2 separate regions of the Mus musculus genome follow, and region 2 is linked to region 1. A link is a contact called in public Hi-C data. All regions are on one chromosome and are shown on one strand. Each heading gives the region's core, a stretch centred on a gene start, on an enhancer-like site or on the middle of the called end of the contact. The rest is flanking DNA. Distances are from core to core; before and after follow the strand shown. Region 1 has its middle 130 kb from the start of Gm31258. Region 2 overlaps Mir99ahg (Mir99a and Mirlet7c-1 host gene (non-protein coding)).

The links. Hi-C and Micro-C count contacts between places; a contact is called where the count stands out from the background.
Region 2: a contact with region 1 is called in a Hi-C map of bone marrow-derived macrophages, with 1.9 times the contacts expected there. The contact joins two enhancer-like sites. A contact is called at or near these places in 2 of 15 datasets of contacts at CTCF or cohesin (pro-B cells and stem cell-derived epiblast-like cells), 25 of 484 Hi-C or Micro-C datasets (the C10 cell line, the HL-1 cell line, the HPC-7 cell line and 14 more) and 2 of 115 datasets of contacts at active chromatin or transcription factors (acute myeloid leukemia and stem cell-derived neural progenitor cells).

The regions. Positions count from the first base shown.
Region 1 is chr16:77,171,278-77,176,120 of GRCm38.p6, forward strand. No RefSeq gene overlaps it. Among named protein-coding and RNA genes, the nearest start is that of Gm31258, 130 kb to the right of the region's middle. Within about 2 kb of position 3,319, at least 36 of the 459 cell types and tissues checked have an H3K27ac peak or open chromatin away from gene starts, as enhancers often do. A contact at or near this core is called in bone marrow-derived macrophages, where this site is marked.
Region 2 is chr16:77,442,747-77,448,231 of GRCm38.p6, forward strand. All of the region lies in intron 2 of Mir99ahg (Mir99a and Mirlet7c-1 host gene (non-protein coding)), which reads left to right. Among named protein-coding and RNA genes, the nearest start is that of 9430053O09Rik, 25 kb to the left of the region's middle. Within about 2 kb of position 1,480, at least 27 of the 459 cell types and tissues checked have an H3K27ac peak or open chromatin away from gene starts, as enhancers often do. A contact at or near this core is called in bone marrow-derived macrophages, where this site is marked.

The DNA.
Region 1 (4,843 bases), core at 2,069-4,568:
CAAAGGAATTAGTGCCCTAGTTTTCCAAAGCAAAGTGGTCATTCCTATTACCATATACACACAATATAATAAAAACTTACCCAGCAGGTTATATTTATATATTTTCAACATATGCCCATGTATATGTAATAATAATAATTGGGAAAGATAAGGCTATCTGTCACTTTGAGAGCGAGGGCATATGGAAGGAATTTGAGGGAGAGGGCTTAGGAGAAAGTGTGTTGGGAGTAGGAAGGGGGAAGGGACTAAGCACTAAAATTATATTTCAATTAAAATGTATGAAACATACGAAATAAAAGTACACTAAAAATGAACGTAAAACGTGTTAAGGTTTTATTCTTATATTTTACGTGCAGTTTCAAAGCTACTTTATGCCTATTTTGTTTAAGAGAAAATAGTTTCCATAAAGGCTATCACTCATAGAGAAATGTGCATTATTTTTATCCTTTTGTAGGACTGTTACAATGTAAGATCTTCCTAGCTGTCCTGGTGAGGGAATAGAACTCAGGAAAAACGAAGACCAAAGTGTGGACACTTTGCCCCTTCTTAGAATTGGGAACAAAACACCCATGGAAGGAGTTACAGAGACAAAGTTTGGAGCTGAGACGAAAGGATGGACCATCTAGAGACTGCCATATCCGGTGATCCACCCCATAATCAGCTTCCAAATGCTGACACCATTGCATACACTAGAAAGATTTTGCTGAAAGGACCCAGATATAGCTGTCTCTTGTGAGACTATGCCGGGGCCTAGCAAACACAGAAGTGGATGCCCACAGTCAGCTATTGGATGGATCACAGGGCCCCCAATGGAGGAGCTAGAGAAAGTACCTAAGGAGCTAAAGAGATCTGCAATCCTATAGGTGGAACAACAATATGAACTAACCAGTACCCACCCCCCCCTTCCCCAGAGCTCGTGTCTCTAGTGGCATATGAATCAGAAGATGGCCTATTTGGCCATCAGTGGAAAGAGAGGCCCATTGGTCTTGCAATCTTTATATGCCTCAGTACAGGGGAACGCCAGGGCCAAGAAGTGGGAGTGTGTGGGGGAGCGTGTGGGGGACTTTGGGGATAGCATTGGAAATGTAAATGAAATAAATACCCAGTTAAAAAAATAACTAAGGCAGGATGTCCTCTTGCCTCTCTTCTAGATCTTTGGTGTAAGACCTCTCTGTATGAACAGTAATGGAAACGGGAATGTCTGCCCCTTCCCATATTCTAACCTAGTTTTGCACCATTATCCTAACAGAAAGTGTCAGTATGATGCAAATGGGCTTTATTAACAAATAAATGCCAAGTAAAAGTAGACATTGAAACCTACACAGACATATATAGCAATTGAGCCAGGGGCAGAGTAATTCTCTCCAGGGAACAAGTCTCATTTGTTTGAGAAAACTATTTGTTTGAGAAAACTACCTCCTGAGCAAAAGGTTGAAGTAGGCACCAGGGATTCACTATCCATACCATTGAAATCCTAATTTCTCCTTTACGCATCAGACAGTGTGAATAGGGTCAGGGTTTCATGATCTTCATTGCGAAACAGGCAAATGAGAATTTCTCAGATGATTTTACCCTAACACAAGGTCTTTAACAGATATAAGCTCAGAGAAATCCTATATTTTAGTTGATAAGTGCAGAGCATATTAACTTTATTTAATTCAACAGAGGAGGTTCTGTAGAGCCAGGATGAAGCCTCCTAGCTTTAGAGAAGTTATTCAACCAGTGTCTCTCCTGAACTCTTTGTAACTGTTTACAGGAGGTTAAAAAAAAAAAGAGCCCAAGAAAATAAACATGTTATCCAGTTACTTGTCTTTCAGTGTTAATGAATCGTTTAGCAATTTGAGGATATTTTCCACCAGGATTCTTGTCATGTCAGGATTTTTTCACCCCCCACTGGAAAAAGAATGTCTTTTGTGCTAATCAATGTTCTTTGTTCAACTCCTGGACAGAAATCTTGGCTCTTTAATAACAGCCTTTTCTAATTCTGTTTTGTAATTGCAACAAGCCATCTTGGAGGATTTATCTGCCATGATGCACGCCAGCAGTATGTGGCCTTTTCCTGAACCCATCAGGACGGAGCCTTTTCTTTGAACCCTTGGCTCCTTGCTGCTACTGACCCTGTTGCTCATTTATAACATGGGTGCCATTTATCACCTCCAGACTTACAGATATTGTTGTGGAAAGAGACTGAATGCAATCATTCACGCCACTGAGTCTTTCTTTTGGGGCCTCACAACTTCCTTCCTCACAGGATACCTGATAGGGAGAGATTAGTGAGCAGGCTGTAATTCTATTGAGGGATTGTGATGTAACTGCATTGTAAACCATAAAGTGACACTCCAGAGATTTGAGATCGCCAGAACGTGGAGATTAAGTTACAGCCACTACAGTGCCTCTCTGTCCGTCCGTGTGAGGTGATGGTTTGTAATCTGTCTGTAAAATATTACCTACCTGTAGAAAAAACACTTCCTTTTATAGCAGAGACCTTAATATGACTTCTGCAGTTTCAGAGCTTAAAAGATCTGATGCTTCATTTTTTTTTAAATAGATGCTGACAGATAATTTAGAGTCCTTCAAGTAAGACAAGTCCTTCTTGATAATACATTTTTAATTTTAAGAAACTTTTTGTTGTTTTTTTTTCCATATATAGATTGAGATGCTTGTTTTTAACGGGATAGAATCATGGTTTGTGGATATAAAATTAGGAGGTATAATTTACTGAGGAAAAAAAATTACAGAAGGCTTAAAATTACAAATTCAAGGTGTTCATTACAATAACGGTGTTAAAGACAGGCAATGCCACTATCTTATTCTTCAGTACTTTATAGTATTAAGTCCTATATTCATTCGGCTTCTCCTCCGATTTACACATCCTGTATGTGAATCATGCAAAGTGAAAATAAGCCACTTGTCTAGACACTTAATACTTAGAAGGGACTAATCCATCATCTCTAAGCTATCCATTCCATTAACCCCGTGCCTCTGTGCCTTTTGCAACTCTTTCTATATGCAATTCTTAGGGAAGAAGTTTTATGTGCAATGTTTAATCTTTCAGTTATTAACAGTCATCACTTATTAAGTGTGGCAAAGAAATTTTGGATAAGCCGATTTTTCTTACTACAGACCTTTCTAGAACCCTTTTCTATATCCATAAACTGTGTCTCTCAAGTCCAAAGCCGTAGCATAAAGCATTTCCTGAACTCTTTGAGCTGGGCTGCCTGTAGCATCTCACATTCAATGTTGAGGACCCACCGTATGGCTTAATCACCTAGGCTTCATAAAGACACTGTTGAAGGGTGACGGCAAGAAGCAGGGCCTTTTTAACTAAAAGCATTTAAGAGCATGACTAGCTCACTCGGACATCACATTCTGTAAGAACAAGCAAGATTGAGGATTTTAAAAACCTCTGCTAGTAAGTTTAAAATAGCAACTAATCTATTTTTAAAGTATTTTAATACATAATCTTTGTATCTATCAGTCGATCTGAAAGCTTATTATCATCTCCATTTCTTTTTTCAGATGAATGAACTTAAGTTCACAAATAGATTAGTGGACTTTAGATATGTCACAATCCCCAATTGAGGGCTAAGTAATTTCCTAATATTTCACACTTATAAATCGTGGGTTGATTTCAACACTGACATCCTTGCTCTCTGATTGTGCAATCTCCCTTCTTATTCTGCAACACTGCTCTATAAGCATAGCTTGTCCTCAACTTCCTGGGTCTTAGTTTCTATCTATAAATCTGAAGATGCTGGATGACCTCTTATATCTCTTTAAGCTTTGAAATCCTATTGCGAATGTCCAGAATTCTTTTTAGCTCGTTTAAAGCTTTTAATAAAAAGAAAAAAATGTCTACCAGCAATACCGTGTGCTCAAAATAAATGTTAAACTACATCATCAGATATATGAAAATGATGACAGACAACCATGATATAAGCCTCGGAGAGCCGAGAACAAGTTGTGCAAGCAAAGGCCAATATTGCTCTGCTTTTATAAATATTAAGACCAATTGAATATGTAACTTACCCTAAACACTAAGGCTTTTAACACAGATTGAAGCAGAAAAGAGGGCATCTGTGCACTGCCTTTGCCTGGTCTTCCTTGCAGACAGATAAAGTGTTCAGTTGTGGAGCCTTGGCCTATCTCCAGGACGGAGGGAGAGCATGTGTAAACAGCACGGTTGTTATTTTATTTGTAGGGAACATTAAAGTGCATAGATTTGGTCAAATGTCAAATGACACTTCTCCACTCTCATCCTTCATTTTATCTGGTTTACCATGGTTTTCTCCTCTTGTTCTTGTTTCCACACAAGTGTGTCGAAACCATTCTCTTTGATTATGGGAAATCATTTCAACATTCCTGTACTATATTATCAACTGCACAAAATGGGCTTATTTGACTTTCCAGGGCTGGCATTTTGTACTACTGTGCCATAAAAAAAAAAAAATCTCTGATTTATTTCCTAAAGTTTCAGTAGGTATAAAATTGTATAGTTTTCAAATTATGAGTTTTTACTTCTCTTACCTAATTCATCAGTGTATTCTCGCACCTTCCCTGATTTATTTTAAGTGAACTCCTTCCTTTTTCTTTCTTTGAAATATTTCCTACAACATATTTTGGTCATGCTTTTTCTCCATGACCATTCCTCCTCAAAAACAAAACATACAAAGAAAACAAAAATCAAAGCAAAAACCTTAAGTCAAAGCAAAGCAAAACAACAACAAAAGAGCCCCCAGAAAACAACAAAAACCTACCTAAAGTCGCCAAAATAATCACAAAGGCTTCTGAGTGTGTGTGTGTTTCTTGTTTTTTGGACAGCTATTCTTGGGCATGGGGTATA
Region 2 (5,485 bases), core at 230-2,729, 270 kb after region 1:
CTAGATACTGTCAGATTGTGTAACATTACAATACCCACTCGCCAGACTGTCAAGGTTGAATCTCTAGACCTTGCCTTTTTGTAATATAGGTTTTTTTTATTTATTTACTGCATAGCTCTAAATACAAACCAAACACATCATCCTTGAGAGCTAAATAAATAAAACAATAGTTTTTGGAAATGTAGAAATCATTGTCTTGGATAAGCCAAGGCAACCTCGGTTGGACTTCGTGCAAACCTTTTCAAGTTGGATTGGATTCAGTTTCCCAGTTCTCGCTATGGGGCTGTTGCTTTAGCATCCATCCCACTTCCCAACCATCTGTTTCTTCTGGGAATCAGTCTAGAGCAGGGCGCAGGGCAGCTTACAGCATGGTGAAGGTGTCAGGTACTTATGAGTAATTCCAGGTACCCACCATAAAAGGGAAGCACAAGGACAGAGTGTAAGCGTCTAGAAATGTGTATAAACCTCACTTGACTTTGTGATTTTGTACATATTGACTCGAATAATACACTATGGGTGTCTTCATATCTAATATCTATATATCTATATATCTATATATCTATATCTATATCTATCTGTCTATCTATATATATGTATATCTATATATTTGCTCTTTATATCTCGTTAGATATAAAAGTATCAGTAAATGACCACTCTGACAGAGTTAGGGGCGCCTCATGGTCAGAGGAGCATTGAGTTTGCACTTTCCAGTGTCGTATGGGTCATTACAGGGCAGATCTGATCAACATTAACATGTGTTTCTCAATTCCTGGAGCATCAAGAATGACAATGAGGTTGCATAATTATATCTGCAAAGGAACTTACAGTTTGATTAAGAAGCTTCTCTTCCCTTTCCTTGAGAAAATTGCTAAATATTCACGTGGAAACCCTCAGAATAGCAAGCAGACATATTTGAATGCTAACGAGGATATCAATAGAATTGAATTTGTAGGTGCTAGAATCCTACATCCTTTTATTCGAACTCGTGTGTTCCCTCCTACTGTTTAGCTTGATGGAGCATTTTCTTATGGTGCTCATAGAGAATTTATGAGGGAGATACCTAGTAAAAGACGAATTTGTCTATCCAGTATGATTTTCCATGAAAATTCTGAACACTTGCACTTAGAAATTGTGTATGTATACTCTCATAAAAAAGTGAAAGGTCTTAAATCCACAGTAATGAATTTCTTTCAATATTTATGCTGAGAGCCTACTTCTAATAAACAGCCATCTATTTTCAAGCTCTTACCAGAGAAAATAGCCTGTTCTCATAGTTAGGAGTAGGACATGCAAACAAGACTTTTTAACCTTGAAAGCCTCGCAAAGTGTGATTTGAACACGATGGCAATAAAAGAGTTTTAGTTAATTTATCTCTAAGGCATTGTTCCTTCTTTTAGAACCAGAGGTTCCTAAGACCTCACCCACACAAACTCATTGTTTCCCTGTGCTGGGGACAAGCAGGAACATGCTTTGTATTATTAAATTGTTGTTACTGCCCTCTAGTGGCAACAACTAATCCTTGTTCTTATTCCACCTCTGTCTGAGCCATGGAAATTCAGGACATAAAGAGCAAGCCAGAGCTTGTGTATCGCAGGGAGTTATATAGCAAACACAACCTCATATCGTCTAATTCAGGAGCCTGTTCAATGAATAATCTAAGTCCGTGTATGGAGACAAAGGGGTGGAGGTTTCATCCATGTATCTGATTGACACATCTTGTGAAGACGCACCAAATTCAAATATTACTTTTCAAAGGACACAGTTCTCTCTTCACATGCTTGAATGCAGGTGGTTTACCGTATGCTCAAAAAACTGACTCTCAAAGATTTAAGATAGTGTAGACCAGATGTGCTCAAAAGTTACAATGTATACTTTATGTTGGGGATCTATCCAGATTCGGGGCTGTAAGAGCTAGAATTCCTAACTCACTGATGGTGATGATCTCTGGCCGTTCACGGTCAGCAATAGTTTGACTAGCTAGAACCTTGGGTAGTTTATCAGAGAAATCTCAGAAATGAAGACCTCTCGCAGACTACTTTTTTTATTGTGCAATTAACTCATACTATGAGGAAGTACTCCTTTTAATTGGTAATATATATATGTTTACTCCCTACCTTGTATGCAACCTCAGGAGGAAACTAAGCAAACTGAAGCTTAGACATCATATCTTGTGTATACACGCGTAGAATCATTAGTACACTTGCACAGTCAGAGAAGTGTTCATGGTTCCTATAAGAAGTAAATGACCTGAAATAAAACATATTTATACGTTAAAAGAAAGTAATTACAGTTTTGCATTACATATAGGACATAGTGAGCACTAAATGTCAGCATTGCCAATAAGTATCGCAGAGTAAATTTATAGGCGCATATAAGCATGTGCTCTGGATTCCTTCAGTACAGAGACAATTTTGACATTTCCATAAAAGAAACTTAATATATGAACCCATGAAAGGTGTTACCTTGAGGTTTGACCGAAGGATAAAATAAATAGGAAGTCAGAGACTGATTCTGTAATAAAATTCAGTTGAGTGTGGGAAACATGAAGAATGATATTAAAGAAAAGCTGGGATTATTTACTTTTCTCTTTTACTACGGCCTTGAACCAAGAGCAGATGGGAAGGAAAATGTGTAGAGTTTAACATCCAATTCACATCATGCCACAGCACATATAAACCATATGAACATGAAAGGGCAAAGACCCTGGGTAAACTTAATAAGGTTTTGAGCATTCTGTGGAGGAAATGGACCATAAAATATCTATTGTTTCGCAAACAAATCATATTGCACATGCTTGCATTCTGTGATCATTGTGCCATCAATAACTTTATGTAGCTTGAAAGCTGTGTGGCGTCCATAGTTTGTGATGCATTATTAAAGTGAGAGATATATTCATACGTCTAAAGTTTTAACTAAAAGGAAAAGGTTGATGATGTAGTTGGAGGAAAAGGCATGCATTAACCTGAAAACATTCCTTTCATACAGTTGGTCTCTACGTTTGTATGAGTTGATACGTCTTCAATTTTGAAACTAAGGTTTAATGCTTTCTCTGGAGTGCACTAAATTTCAATTGATGGTGTATCGCTATTGAACTTTCAGAGTAACAAGTAACATATTTAGAAAGATTTCAAAATAAAGAGCTGCTGTAACGAACCAAAGTTGGCATTGATCACTAAATATGTGCACTGTCAATAAAATGTTTTAATTCTCTTTCTGAAAATTCTTTCTTCTTATGGTGTTTTATAAATGAAAGTAATTTCTATCACTCTGCAGTTTTGGTAACCAGACTTGCATGTTAGACGAAGAGCAACAGGAAGATTTGAAGCCAGTGCTGTCTATCAAGCACAGGCTGCACAATGAAGTCTATGAATACGATTATTAGACTTTATTTAATGGATGATGGAATTCAGACTGATGCAGTAATAAAAGGATGAAGGAATTGCTGAATTCTGTACCTAAAAAATGCATTTCTAGTGTCTCGTAGCAACAAAAGCCTGACATTCGGGGCATAGACACAAAAGGGAAGTGAGAACCATATACTTGCACATTTACATTCATAGCAGCATTATTTACAATAATTCCCTAGAAAGAAAAAATCCCAAATGATCACTGAGGAAAAAAGGTGGTATATATATATACTTGAATATTATTCAGCCTTAAATAAGAGTGAATGTCCTGTTAACATTCTTCATATGAAGGATCCTTGCTCGCATAATGCTATTAAAAAAAAGCCAGAAACAGGAAGAGAAATATTGTAATAGTATCACCGTCTGGGGTCAATAGAATAGGCAAATGGATAAAGAAAAATACCAATGCTTATGGTTACTGAGGTAGAAGGAAGGGACAGATGAGACCTGTGGTTTTAATAATGCAGCTTTTCAGTGGAGATGGTGTAGAAATCCTAGACCTGGGTGTGGTAATCAACAAACAGCAATGTAAATGGAACTGTTCCACTGAAATATGTATTTAAGGCAACTACGAAGATCTATTCTATAATGTTTTATATATATCATTTATAAGATCCCAGTGCTCCTCCTTATGGACCTGTTTATCGTGGGGATCTCTAAAGAACTTGAGACACCTGTTAATCTCCCCCAATGCATAGAAACGCACAAATCTAGAGCCAGTGACGATCTGGCTGATTGTGTTACTGTTCGCACATTGAAGATAAAACCTGAAAGTTGCCATCCACTGCAAGAAATTCAAGAAAACAATCCACTTTTTACTGTAGTCAAAATAAGCTTGAGAACTAAACGCTGAGATGTAAAAATAGGTTAAACACTGTATAAATTTTAGATGAACCCCTTGCTTCCTTTGCCTCCCCCTCCTACTGTCATAGAAATGTTATTAATAGCATCGCCGACTCTGAAGGAAATTGACGTATCAAAGCAGGGTATCTGCATGAATGAAATTCTCAAACGATAAATTAACAGGAACAATATGCCAGTGAATCAAAGACAAAAAACAAAAACAAATCTACAAGCAAACCCCAAATCGCCTACTTCCCAACATAGTCCCTTCGGCTAAACAATTCTATATCCAGTACTGTTTCACCTCCTACTAAGCATTGGAAAAGGTCTTTGAAAAATATATTTTTGAATTTTCTCAACGAAAATAGAAATTGCAAAATGTCAATTTAAGTACAGAATATGCCTGGGGAAACCTGGGAGGGCTGATAAATGACACAAAGCAAGCCAAAGTGTTCCTTTGTGCTTGGCTGAACAAGGCAGCCAGTAGCAAGCAAGTGTTGAAATTTTTGCATATTCTTTGTAATGGCACTTTTAGTACATGAGGAGACAATGGGATAGTGCTTAGTCCACAGTTTACAAGTTTGTTTGGATGAAATTTTTGGACATAAATCTTTGCATCAATTAAAAGTCACACTTCCTTTAAGCCATCTCAGTCTAAACAATAATAAGGTAGAAATATTATAAAATTAATATGCATTAGACAGCATGGGTTTATCCTACTTTAGGAGAGATTTTAATGGAAAAAATGTTCTTTTGGAGCAAAGGATGAATTTTAACTTCTTACAATAACATCATTGAAGGTTCAGATGGTGGTACATGCCTATGATACCAGCATTTGGTATTAGAACCTGGAGGACCAGAAATCGGAAGACATTCTCAGCTTCTTAGATGATTGGTGTCAGCAGGAGCAACTGAGCCCCTGACTCAAAACAGGAACAACAAAAAATTTAAAGCATTGGCTAGCCACTACTGTGCATGGTTGTCTTATAATGCTTAATGCATTGTGTGGCTTTTTTTAAAATTTATTTTGCAGATCTTTTGCTTATATATTTTGGTTGCTAGTTTTGTGTTTTTATGGAAAATGTGTGTTCGCAAATATCTCTATGTTTTATAAATGTTTCTTCGGTTCTTTTCAAAAACTTTAAAGCAAACACATAAGTCTTTTTTTTTCTGTCTGTCTGTCTGTCTGTCTGTCTGTTAGTTTCAGATATGCTAGGAATAGAGTCCAGGATATT